Linked DNA regions of Mus musculus: region 2 is linked to region 1. The links are chromatin contacts, called in public Hi-C maps. All regions are on one chromosome and are shown on one strand. The core of a region is the stretch at or near the end of the contact, and the rest is flanking DNA. Distances in the headings are between cores, read along the strand shown. Region 1 holds the start of Adamtsl1 (ADAMTS-like 1). Region 2 overlaps Adamtsl1 (ADAMTS-like 1).

Region 1 (6,925 bases), core at 1,379-3,878:
CAAGCAATTGCTTTTGCTCATTTCTTTTGGTACCCCTCACAGAAAAGAAAATGCTCTTAGCCAAGTGACCACACATGAGACACTGGGATGGGCATCCACCACAGGTTTGACTCACAATAGAGGCCTTGACTAAACTGCTGTGTTACTCCAGGGCTTCATTGTAGGGAACATCTTGCTGTGTGCTAACATCATGCCAAGTAGCATCCTGCTGCCCACAATGTCACAGTATTCCTTGATTTCAATAATTCACAGTATTCCTTCTCCCACCCTGTTCTTCCTTCTAGTCTGACACTGTCTAATGAGTGAGTGTTCATGGGAAGAAAGAGGAAGTGGCGCTAAGTGAGATGTCCCATTTTGTAGAAATGGCTAGAACTCTTCAGCTAATGACCCAGGAGGTTGGGAAAACCATGTAGTAGAATGTTCCTCTCTGTGTGTGTGTGTGTGTGTGTGAGAGAGAGAGAGAGAGAGACAGAGACAGAGAGACAGAGACAGAGAGACAGAGACAGAGAGAGACAGAGACAGAGAGACAGAGAGAGACACAGAGAGAGAGCACACAACCTAGGATCCAGTTTATTTCAGCTCAGGTTGATTTCAGCTCATCAACCTTTCTTCCCTGCGGTGCGGATTTCAGACACCTATCCAACATAGCTGCATTGTTTAGCTCTCATGCAGTCAATACTTTTTCAGAGATTTGTAAAACTACTCATTCTATAAGGGAAAAGAATATTTCAAAATTATAACCTTTTGGGCTTAGAGATGTATACTCTCCACTTTCCAAGTTAAGCATAAAGTACTGAGGGCCAAGGTGAATCCTCATATGCCCTAGACTTTCACGACAGGCTGAAAGTGGGATTGTTAAAAGCTCATGTTGCTAGCTGCGTATGTAGCAGAAGATAGCCTAGTTGGCCATCATTGGGAAGAGAGGCCCCTTGGTCTAGCAAACTTTATATGCCCCAGTAAAGGGGAAAGCCAGGGCCAAGAAGTGGGAGTGGATGGGTAGGAGAGCAGGGTGGGGGAGGGTATAGGGAACTACTTTTGGGATAGCATTTGAAATGTAAATAAAGAAAATATCTAAGAAAAAAAGAAAAAAAAAACCCTCCTCTCAGATCGATACACCACATGGAAGGAATAACCAAAGCTGAACAACCTGCTTTTCTCCACCTCTTTGCAAAGCCTCAGGCAGGTGTGTATATGGCAGACCTGCCTGGATTCGCACGCCTATTACAGTGAGGTAGTTTTTTTAATAATGAGAGGGAAGAACATGCATTCTAAGTGCCCTCTGCCTTCTCTGGGTATTTCTGGGCTGACAGATCTGCAAGGAAACTCTTCTCCTGTGGAAATGGGGCTTTGCTCACTGCTTTATTCTTTATCCGAAATGGTGTTCCTGGACTGATAAGGAGGAAAGACAACCTTATTGGATACTTAACACTTGTTTAATATATTAATAAAAACCCTCCTGGCCCGTTCAGGCTTTGCTTGATTTGAGTGAAACAGGCTCCCAATCTTCGGGCCTTTTCCCGTAGCCATGCGGACACTCTGGAGCCCATTAGTACTTCCTACAGCTGGATTGCACCTCAGAGGTCAACCTGCCTGGCCCTATTTCCACTGCGAAGAGGAAAGAGGTGGTACCCCACTCAAAATTTTGTTGTTTTGTCATAGCAGCTCTGAGAAAGCCTGAGTCAGGTGTCCGATGAAGAATGTTTGGGGTTAAGTGAGGGTTAAATCAGCCTTTCTTTCCTGTCATGGGTTAAATCAGATAATTAAAAGCTGTCAAGGTGTCAAAACCCAGCACTTGTTTCACAACAAATTTCAACATCCTCATCCTGGAGTCTTTGTCAAGGGCTTCTTTTAAACTAGGGGCTCTAAATGAGTCTTATTGTACCTTTAAACTTGTAAGTATTGGATGTTTCAAATTGTCAATCCACAAAGAAAGGTTTTGCCAGCCCTTTATTTTTAAACCAAGACCCCAATACAGAAAATAACTAAAGCCGTTGTTAGGTTTAGTTAGGACCTTTCCAAACCATCTATAGTATTCTTTTCCAAACTCAAAGGGGAAAATAAAAAGGCACTTTATAGAAGAGGAAGAGAACGCTAGCACCGAATACACTTAAAGGGCACATTCAGTCCCGACTAGGGCTTGGTCCCTTTATAGCATATGTTCTATATTGACGGGGATTAAGTTTCTCTCCTGAATGGAACAATACACCGTCACAGGGAGCTACTGTACTTTCCAGAGCAACAGACACCAGCCTAGGCAAATGGCAAACAGAATCGCGTCTCACAGAGCACTAACCAGGTTTGTTCAGAGCGCAGCCCTGCTTCCTCTTTGAGCTTTGCGCTTCTGCCAGTGCACATCTATCTCTCCTCTTCTCGGGCTCAGCTCCTTGCTCCCCTGCCTTTCAGTCCCTTTCTCTCTTTTCTGCTCACACTGTTCACTTTCTCTGCGCACCCCCCCCCCAACCGCTTTGTTATTCAGCATGTCTGATTAGCAGGAGTCTGATTGGCTGGCTGCCTGCTCTAGAGAGATTCCATTCAGCTTACCCCCCACCCATCCACCCACCCACCCTCGCTCAGGAAATGTGAGCGGGGCTGATGGAAGCTGATAGGCAGGGCTGGAGTGTGAGCCCCAGCACTGGATGTGACAGCAGCGGGCAGAGGAGCACTTAGCAGCTTATTCAGTGTCCGATTCGGATTCCGGCAAAGATCCAAGTATGGAATGCTGCCGTCGGGCAGCTCCTGGCACACCGCTGCTCGTTCTGGCTTTCCTACTCCTGGTAAATGCCTTTTCATTTCAATACGTTACTATTGCCACTTGGTCTGGGTGCTGCTGGAGGGTGTGTGTGTGTGTGTGTGTGTGTGTGTGTGTGTGTACTTCTGTCTGTCTGTGTATGATCTTCCAACTCCAGGTAAAAGAATTTTCATGGCTTACAAAGTACACCTCAACTCTTTGAGAACTTTAACCCCAACTTTCCCAGCAAAATCAAATATAAAAGACTTTTTAGAGTTAGTGAATGATACTGATATTGAGACTTGAAATTCAGGGTATTCTTCTGCAGATATTATGTGCTGAAAACTATATAAATAACTGTGTTAGCATGGGATCCTGAGGACAGATGTCCTGAGATCAAACTCACTATGGTGATTTTGGGGTTTCTGAAGGCTAGGCGGTGAGGAGCTTGCTTGGTTCTTGTTTCCCCAGTGCCTGTGTGAATTATTTTCCTCCATACATAAAGACTCTTGAACCAGGTGAAAAAGGAAGGAACGAGAGCCCTGTTTACAATCAAACCAGAGTATAACCCATAATTACTATACACATTTATGGATTCAAGTTAATGCTAATGTTTATGAATTGAAGATTAAAGTCTTTGATCTCAGATCTACTTCTGAAGGCAAATAGAGATCCCTGGACTCCTTGTCCTGCTGATTTCCAGCCCCAGCGATAAGGCTCTTCTCTTGAACATCAGCACACATTGCATTTTTGACTCGAAGTAAATGTTCCATTGTGACTCATACTTGGTTTTATGGGCAGAAAATGAACATATACTGTCCAAAAAATCTACACTCAAAATATTAATAGCAATGCACATTTCTTTTAAACCAGAGTGTTCTGGGCAAGCAGTTTAGTAAACCTCATCTGAAAGTTTGATTCCAAAATGTGCACACTCTGATTGCAAAGAAACGTGACTCTAGCTCTTCCTGTCACAATTATGACACACCAGAACTACTTCAGAAGGAAGAGAAAGAGAAGACGAAGGTAAAAGTGTAACCGTTGTATAAGACACATTGTTTTGTTGATGGGGAAAGGTTAGTTTGTTCTGCTTTGATTCTGACAAATTGGATGGACATTGGAATTTTGATGAAGAGAAGGGAACCATTTGTTACAAATTGGAAAACTCCGGGAGGATCAGTGGGGTATAGTGACCAGACACCAAGGAGCTATTTCTTACAATGTCATATTGTAATCAGCTGCATCACTGTCACTTTAAATGGGGACCACTACTTTGCAATTAGAAATAGTTTCAGCTTGCATGAACATTTAAACAGCAAGTAAAGGGTTAGGAAGAGTAGAGTAGATGTTGGTTTCACACAGGACTGAAATGAACGGTGTGTGAGGTGCCCTTTACGGCTGTGGAGCAAGCAGTTCGAGAGAGCTGTCTCATTTTTTCCATATGGGATCTGTGACTTGCATAGATCATTAATTCGTCTCATCTTTCCTTCTTTGTGATTGTTTTTAAAGTGTATGTTATTCTCCATTAAATGGCATCATAAAGCAAATTACTAGTTCACATTACTAGCCATGTTTCTCTCATGTGGAAATATGATTAAACAACACTCTCATTCAGCAGCCAATTGATTTCTATTCATTTGGTAAATGCATTACACTCCCTTTTCATATCTTGAATATTCATATAGGTAACTGAGCAATTAAGTAGACTCACCTTGAAAAAAGTGTCAATTTCAAAAGGATTTAATATATGTCTGAATTACAATGCTTATATGATGGAATTAGAATGAAATCTCACACCCAGGTTTGTTTTATGCATATGTTTAAGTGATTACAAGTTTGAAGGCTATGCTAGAAAGAAAAGAACTATAATGGCTGTCATACGGAGTGTGTCTGGAAGTGTCAAACACTAGATTAGTTGCTTGTAAAGCATTCTAGTGGCTCCTCACAATAGCCGTGTGAATCAGATCATTTTAAGCCCATTTACAAATGAGAAATATGTGCTTTGTTTATGTGTACTTTATACTGTGGATAGCAAGTGCTCAAGAATTAAGGACATATTCTTAATTGGAGATGTATAAGTTTTATAGATCATTAAGGCCTTTAAAGATGTGTGTAGTATGACAGGCACTCATTGTGCTTTGTCATTAAATGCTTGTTTAGCTTTGCAGCCAAAATGAATTGCTGGTTTAAGAAAAAGCGAACTTTAGCCTGACCTGTAGTTGACTTAGAACCAGAAGTGTGACATCATCAGCTCAACTTTCAGTCTTGATCCAGAAACTGAATTTGAGGATTTGTTATTTCTACCGTTCTTTCACCTACTACAAGAGTCTTGTCTAGTATTAGAATTAAGGGCGCGTATCCTGTATGGTAGCAAGCTCAGTTGTTGCCTGATCAAAATAGCCTTCATCTCATTGACAGCTAAATAATCTGTTTCTGAAGTTGGTTCTTCAATTATACAAATAAGGAATGTTTGGAGCCTTAATTGTTGTCAACAGCTCTTTCCTCCTAGAACAATCTTCCTGGGAGAACGAGGCTTCTGCGATATTTGTGTCAATTGAGCTTACTGTCCATTCTTTATTGTACAGTAACCATGCCACCAAAGACATTTGTGCTCAATGGACAGATCCAGAGATCTCATCTTGCTATTCAGGTCATATTAAGACACATGACTCAATGTCTCCAGTCTTCCCACCCTTGTATCTTTTGTCTCAATTGTTTAGATCAAAAGAAATGTGCCAAAGCCCATGACCAGCCATTGATGCCTATGTCCATCGACCCTTGAATCTCTTTCCTGTCAGAGATGCATTTAATCAAGCCTGCGTTTGCTTTGTGTTTCTTTTAAGTGGTTGTAAGGTCCTTCCCCTGCCATTGTGAGAGTTGCAAGAGTAACTCTTGGAATTATAATAAAGTACATGTGTTTTTCTGTTGAATTTCTTTTCCATCTCTACACTAATTTATACATGGAAACTAGTCAAACACAATAGCCTGTTCCCTTCAGCTCCTCTGGTGCTCTCTTCTACTATTATCTAAGAGAATCTATCTTGGATGGTGTGAAGCACCATTAACCTGTGGAATGAATGTTAAATCCCTTATTACAACAGATTGTGGCTTGTTCCAGGAGGGAGGGGGAGACAGGCAGGGGAGAGGGAGGGAGAGAACACACATATCCATGTGTTCCCGTGTGCAAGCTCTTCTGAATAAACTGCTCGTTCACAATCTTATTCTTATTCCCATATCTATACAATCTTAAAATCAAAGCTAAGGATTTTCCTTTTTGTCTTCTTGGGTTCCCATCTTTAATGATTTTTGATGTCAAGGGCTATGACAGCATCATTTTTCCTGAGACCACTGCATGTTATGTGAAGGAAGAATATTTAGCAGTGGTCACCAGTGAACTACAAAAGAAACTAGAAGAGTCTATATGGATAGTAAAGACTTTGGAGAAATAGAGGGATTACAAAAATGAGTAAATGCCTGTCCCTTTATGTGATGAGTAATTATATCAGTGCTTTCCATAAATGCCTGTGAAGAATTTGGGAAACAATCTTCTGCATTAATGGTTGCAAACGTGACAATTACTTATCGCTAAAGTTAATGTAAGGGTTCATGCTTACTTTATATGACTGTAAGATTCGGTTGTTTTGTTTTGTTTTGCATCCACTACAGCATCTAGACCATTCCTTTTATACATAGGGATGAGACGTACTTGTGAACTTGACTAAGACAAGGAATGATAGGCTTCATCCAGGGTGGCTCTAAGTCTTGCCTTTCTCTGCTCCAACAACATGTACACAGTCCAGTTTCTTTGGCCAAATGGCAGTTCTGCTTTCAATTTGTGTATCTCTCAGCTTCCAGCACTGACACGTTCTCAGATTCAATTATTCCAGTTCCATTCTGCCCTTTCCTGGGCAAATACACTCTTCAGTTTCTGAGGCGTCTCCAGTCAAGTGACCCCAAAGTGACCTCTTCTCAGAATGAGGACATGAGTCTCATTCTGTGGTCCTTGAATCACCACGAATAGCCTACTGAGTTATTCATGAATTACTGAGATGGTCAGAGGAGAATGTGCCTGACTTGAGTCTCAGTCTTGCCATCCTTGCTGGTTTTCTTCAGAAAGCTGCCTTCTAGCTTCTTGTTTTGACCAGAGTGAGACAACCTCATGTCCCTTTCTGTCTACATCATAAAAACTGTACCATG
Region 2 (6,925 bases), core at 2,560-5,059, 66 kb after region 1:
CATAAAGGGCCAAGATGCTTATGGTAGCTTTTGGTGTTATTTAATTCTTTATTAAGATTATGTCACCCCACTGAAACATTTTGCTGTTTTTAAAACAAAATATTTATTGATCAAGAAAATGATACACAACTTTGGATATATGAATAAGCAAGTTCTACTTCTGCTTAAGCTTTTACTAGAATGAAGGACATTAGAAACATGAAAATTATGTAAAAGAAAACATCTCTGGGTATAGCTCATTGGTAGAGTGCTTGCCTAGTACCATGAGGCATTTGGCCTTATAGTCTCCAGAACTGTAGAGAGAAAGAAGGGGCTCAAGAGAGAAGGGAAAGGAAGGAAAAGAAGAGATCACAACACATCAAGTTGTAATCTATGCTGTGCAGAAGCTCAAAGGCTTTGTGAATGCTTCAGATTTGGATGATTAAAAAGCCTAATTGAATGAGTTGTGAGTCACTGAAATAAATCAGCTGTGACTTTCCATGATGAACTTCCTAAATTGACTAGATAGTGGAAAGGCTCTGAGGGTCATCCGACTGTAGTATTTTTCAAAGCAAGCATAAAGCTGGTGAGCCTAGAGTCTCCTCAGTGAGAGTAACATTGTTGGGGGCCAAGAAAAACTAAGGTTTGTCTTAGTTGGAAGCAGCTAGATTGTGCAAGGCACTACCAGGTCTTTATATTTTTCATACAAAGTGTCTGGAAAAACTTGGGCAGGGAAGAACAGAATTGAAGTTGTAGTTCAATGAGCCAGAGTGTTTCAGCTCACTCTTGACAATGACAGGAAAGTAGAGGACTAGGAGATTTTGCAACTAGAATAGTTTAGGTGAGCATCCATGGTTGCTTGGACCAGCATCGCACTGTGAGGAGGTTTGGAATATATTTTAGAGATGGATTTTCTGTCAGTTGTTTTGCCTCATCCTCCATTTAACACAATTCTCTTCTGTGGTCTCCAGCACTGTTGCTCTGGAATATGTTATGGGCAGCATTTTTCTTTTTTCAGGAGACAAAGGTGTTGGCTCTGATGGCCAGAGAGAACACAGTGAACCTGGCAAGCTTATAACTTTCTTTGAGCTTCTGCTTCTACATCCAAAATAATGCGAAAGTTGAACCAAGTAACCCCATGCATGCTTCCAGCTTAAACTTTCGAGGTCTTGTAACGCATATGTAAGCTGTACTGGACTTGGATATGAATATAGATCAATAAAGATATCAGTGGTAGCACATACTCAATTATACTACAGAGGAAGCATTCATAGCTAGTAACAGAATCAAAGTAAAGAGAGTGGAGTAGAGTTCTTAACTTGCTGCATCTATTTTATCTAGTAGTTCTCATCTTTGAGGCTGTGAAAAGTCATGAAATGCACAGCATTGTTAATGGTGTGATTCCCACTTGATCCATATGTCTCATTTTTCTCAGGCACCTCTTGTGTGGAATAAAGTCACATAATACTTGCTACTTTATATCCAAGGCCAAATATAAAAACCTTCAGGAATGATAGCTATGATACAGGCCCTCCTCATTCATATTTTGAAACCAACTCTTGGCGTTCATAACAGTGGCATATCCCTGCAGTCTGGACAGAGTTAGTGAAATCATCTGTGGGAGTCCATCAGAGTCTGTGCATTGGGTCATTCCATCCGAGGTACTCCAAGGTGTGGAATGTGTTAATGTTCTCCTCATCCTGTTGCAGTCCTTTATGACCTTTGTCATCCTTGTTCAGAAAGATGGAAGTAAGATGTGGTGTTACTTGACAGGGTCACAGATTTGCTTGCATGCTCTCTCTCACTCCCCACCTTGTGTAACCATATATGTCACCAACATCTGTTGACTTTCCAGCTCGTATTCTGCACCGTAGATTCTAGGGGCTGCTGCTATCAGGATAAAGGCAGGACATCTGTCCTTGAGGAAATGAAAGTCTATTATGTCAAGAACAGCCACAGACACACAACCAAATAAAGTGTGGTATGCACTGTCCATGTGGAGGTGGGCACAGGAAGCTAAAAAGTCCCATCAGGACACCATCTGATTGTTTCACCCTATGTTCACGTGATACCCAGTGCTGGAGGAATCAGGAAACTCACAACTGCCTTAGGACATCTTCAACATGAAAAGAAACCACAGCACTTCCCGGCACCCATTGAACAATACACAAATCTCTCAAGCACTGTTCTCTCCTCTACAGCATCTTTACTTTTAATGGAGCATAGGCTTTCCTAATGAGAGTAAAGAGTGGCCAGTGCTAGATGGAGAGTAACAGTGACACAGCCTGCCTTAACTAGGGTTACTATTGCTGTGATGAAAGCAACTTGGAGAGGAGAGGGAGTATTAGTTTCAGACTTCCAATATCACTGTTCATCATCAAAGGAACTCAGAACAGGACTCAAACAGGGCAGGAACCCGGAGACACGATCTGATGCAGAGAACCATGAAGGGGTGCTGCTTACTAGCTCGCTTACCACTGCTTGCTCAGCCTGTTCTCTTATAGAACCAGGACCACAATCCCAGGAATAGTCCTGCTCACAATAGGCTGGGGCTACACATCAAACACTAATTAGGAAGATGTTCTATGGTGTGACTACAGCCCAACCTTATGGACCTCTCAGTTGGGTGCCCTCCTCTCAGATGATTCTAGCCTGTGTCACATTGACCTTAAACTATCCAGCATACTGCCTGATGTGACTCACGCTTAGAGAGGCTGTAAAGTCCCCAACACACAATTGCATCCATTGGTAAGAAAATAGGAGTGAAACAAAATCCTTTTTTTTTTTTTTTTTTTGGAGTTGTATGTATTGCTCTTTCAAACTGATACCAAGTGACTAGGACACCAATTCTTAACGGGTTGCTTGGACATAGCTACTTCTAAGTGAAACTGGTGTGTCTTTCTTTTGCCCTATGGGTATCCTAAAAAAAATTACTAGGGCATCAGTAGTGCTGTGAACAAAATCTGCATACATGATGAATGAATGGCATCTCCAGTAAAATGTCACTTGAGTGGATCCTTGAAAGATGAGAGGGAATAGGTTTCAAGCTACAATAAGAGAATGATTTTGAGAAATGAGGATGGAATTCACTTAACAAATCCAACTGAGACCTACCATGCTGAGAGCATGCTACCTAGGTGCTAGAGATGCTAATGACAAAGAAAGATGTAGTCCAGACTCTCAAAAAGTTCAAAGTTAGCTGGTGAAAACAGAGAGTAAACATCTAAGCAAAGAAAGAAGACAGTTTTACATAATAGAGGCTGTGGAAAAAAAAAAAAGCAAAGCAGGGTGGTGTGGTGGAGAGGGACTGGGGAGCTTGCTGTGCATGGGTGGTCAGGAAGTTCTCTCTGAGGTGACATTGGAGACTAGTTAGTATGTGTGAAGGGCAAGGCATGAAGGGGCCTAGATTGCTTCAGACCCTCGTGTGTGGTTTTATGAGGTGCAGCACAGGGCCTATTGTGGGGAAAGAGGTGAGATATTTATCTGAGCTAGAATCTGGACTCAGCCAGCATGTTATTTATAGGGGCATTCCTAGCCGCTCACTCAGAGTGATGGGCTCTGTTGGGAAGAGGAGGCTGACTAGAAACTAGCTGCTCTAACCACCCACTCTGTGTTTCTTCTTCCCCCCAGGCTGCAAGCCAGCCCCTCTCAGGCAAAATATATAGAAGGCATGGAGGGATTTCTTAACCTCAAGTACAAAGTCTCTTAAGTGGGAAGGAAATTCTGAGGGAAAGAATGTTGGTTTCTTCCTAATAAATGTTCAAGATCCCCACCTACCAGAGGGTCTTCCAAGGTTACCCTCAGCATCCTGGCTGCTTCTCCCTGTGGCTGACTCACTCCCTCCAGCATGGACCAAAGAAATGTGCTTCTCACAAGACGCATCCTTTCTTCATGCCTTGTCTCAGGCAGTTTGAAAATTGGAAAATTCTGTTGTGCTGATATCACCTCTGAGATCAGTATAGGTTGGCCTGGACATATCTTCTTCTGGTAGGTTTACGGAGCAGTTCTCAGCCTATGGGTCATAACCCCTTTGGGGTCACCTATCAGATTTTACATTAAGATTCATAGCAAAAAATTATAGTTATGAAGTAGCAACAAAATAATTTTATGGTTGGGGGTTACAATAGCACAGGGAACTATACTAAAGGTCACAGCATTAGGAAGGATGGCAGCCACTAGTTTTGAAGATCAGTGTCTCCTTCCCTCTAGATTCTAGATGCATGCTGTACTTGGAGAGTATCTGAGAGAGCTTAGGTATATGGATCAGAGAAGTAGGGGGCAGGGACATAACGATCTCTTCTTCACTGTTGTATTCCAGGGACACTGAAGTCTGACAGACATATTGATTCTCTCAAAGAGTGGGTCTTTTCTGAATTGGAGCATTGCCACGACTATCTATATGCTTGAAACAAATGTATTAACCTTCTCTAATCTCCATTTACCACCTGTCAAAATACCTGGTTCATAAATATACAAAGAAGCACATGAATACAATGTTTGTGGTAGTTTAAAAGTAAAAACACATAGAAGAGAATCCGCCAGGAAAACTGATGCGCCAATGCCGGAATGCTAGAAATCATTTAAAATAATAAGAATATATACATAAAGCTATAAAGTTCTTCTAAGTTCTCCTAAGTTTGAAAAACTTAGTCTACAATATATATATATTTGTAGGTATTTATTTTATGTATATTATATATATATATATAATACAGTGTTCTTGCTTTAAGGTTTCCTAAGGTAGACTGAGGATCTGAGCATGGGTGTGTGATATAGCTACAGGTCTTGAAGGATATGCATCAAATGAATTGCAGAGATTACTTAATGTCAGACAGGAAGGGACTAAATAAGTGGAGTCACAGTTCTCATTCTTTATAGTGTTTCTACATGTTTAGAAAGAAAAATGTACATTTTCTATTGGTAGTATAATTTTAATAAAATATTAAAGATAAAGAGATTTGATAGAAGTATTTTAAGTTACTCAATTAGTTTTGTATTCGTGTTTGAAACATTAAAAACATCCCAAATCCTGGGTCATCTTCACGAACACTGAGGCAATACCTATAACGTGGTACTGGTCTCAACAATGTCTCTGCACCCTCTTCCCACCTGGGGTGACTTTCCTTGCATCCTCTCATTTGCATGAAGTCCCAGCATCCCAGTATGCTAGAATATAAGCCTATCTGATGATATCTTCATAGGAACAGTTAAGCCACATAGACATTAGGCTGGATTCCAATACAGCATAGCTGGTAAGGAGATCAGGATGTACAAAGACACAGATATACAGAGGAAGAGAGAAAGCAGAAAGAGCAGGGAAAAGAAGAGAGAAAGGGAGAGAGGAGGAAGAGGAAGAAAGAGAGAGAGAGGGAGGGGAGGGGGAGGAGGAGGAGGGGAGGGGGGAGGGGAGGGGGAGCAGCCATCCCCAGCCAAGAAGAGAGGTGTCCAAGGTAACCAGGACTTCAGACACCTTAAACTTGGACTTATATATGAATAATCCATAAATATCAAACATTCGGTCCACTTAGCATATGACACTTTGCTACTGTAGCCCTACCATTCTTCAACATCCTCCCATTTTACAAAATGCTCTAAGTCGACTTTTTGAGCTTTAAACAGCCTTTCATATAACCCAGGATGCCCTTCAACTTTCTGTGTAACCAAGGAAGACTTTGAATTCTTGAGCCTCCTTTTTCTGTCTCCTAGGTGTTGGGATTGCAGGTATGTGCCATAATGCCCATATGTCATTCTGCAGATCAGCCCAGAGTCTCTCCTCATTCCTATGTGCTGGACAAGCTCTCTGATAGCTCCAACCCCAAAGGAGACATTATTTTTAAACGGTAAATTATTAGGTCATTTTGAGCCTCTGAAGATTAGTCTTATTCTGGCAGCATGGGGGAACTTTTCATTGTCTTGCTAGTGACAGGTTCCAGGTATTCTAGAGTAAGAACACCAGACCTCACCTTTGGCTGAAGTGCAGACTTACAAAGCTCCTCCCTTTTAATACAGTTTCTTTCTTAGGTTAGGCTTAGGTTAGGTGTTTGCTAGTTATAATGGTTGGCTATTCTTACCCAGAAAAATACTGGTTTAGAATTGGTACACAGACTCACAATAATATCTAAGGAATCATTCAGTCTACCATATGAACTCTAGCTTATCACAAAGCCCGGGTCAATATGGGATGGCAGCTAAACTAAAGGACTTTGGCTTTCTGTGTGCCTTTCCCTTACTAGGCACTGGAAAGAAAATGATGCTCTTGAGGGAGAATATTTTCAACAGTGTTCTCTTTCCCTGGGTTGGGCCCATGACATTGATCATTACTATTATTGCTACATTAATATTATTTATGATAGAATCAGATAAAAGGGGCAAACACTGTTTCACGAGAGAGCAATGATGAGTGGCTTTTGTATTTTAGAGGAAAGAGCCCCTGTCTAACCTGTGATAGCATCAGTACTAAGTAAGCTTTGAAGATCTTGAGAGTAAATTAATCTCCAACAGTGTGTACACAGCGTGCTGTGTGACAACTGGAGGCTGATTTTGGTTCAAAACACATCATTGCTTTTATACTAGTTCAACACTGAGCATTTAGAATAATGGTCGAAAATATTCACAGCAATTACTCTGGGAAAACAACCGTTGCATTTTATGACTGTTTTATCATTTGTGGCATAAAGAAATAAACAATTTTTAATGGTTCACAGATTCCTTCCTGTGGCTATAGGTCTCTCTGCTGTGCTCGTGGCTGGGCAGCTAGCCAAGGGAACTGGATGCCCCCCATGTTCATGGGCTGCGCCTTCTGCTTTTCTTCTTCCCTCTGCCTTCTCCGGACTGCTCCCCACATTTCCTTTCTTTCTTAATGCTTTTTTGACATATCTTTATTGGACTCCTAATTCTCCACTTTTCCTTTCTCCTTCATGTGTTCTCAATTTTGTACCCCTTCCCT

What was found. A called contact is a pair of places that touch in the nucleus more often than the background predicts.
Region 2: a Hi-C map of uterus shows a contact between it and region 1, with 2.1 times the contacts expected there. The contact joins the enhancer-like site here to the promoter of Adamtsl1 in region 1. A contact is called at or near these places in 5 of 484 Hi-C or Micro-C datasets (muscle stem cells, nephron progenitors and uterus), 1 of 115 datasets of contacts at active chromatin or transcription factors (fibro-adipogenic progenitors) and 1 of 9 other capture datasets (pancreatic islet).

Annotation. Positions count from the first base shown.
Region 1 is chr4:86,051,347-86,058,271 of GRCm38.p6, forward strand. It overlaps Adamtsl1 (ADAMTS-like 1), which reads left to right and starts at 2,629. Exons shown (of 29, transcript NM_001368621.1): 1 at 2,629-2,774. The coding sequence starts at 2,712.
Region 2 is chr4:86,115,897-86,122,821 of GRCm38.p6, forward strand. All of the region lies in intron 3 of Adamtsl1 (ADAMTS-like 1), which reads left to right. Among named protein-coding and RNA genes, the nearest start is that of Adamtsl1, 65 kb to the left of the region's middle. Within about 2 kb of position 3,810, at least 9 of the 459 cell types and tissues checked have an H3K27ac peak or open chromatin away from gene starts, as enhancers often do. A contact at or near this core is called in uterus, where this site is marked.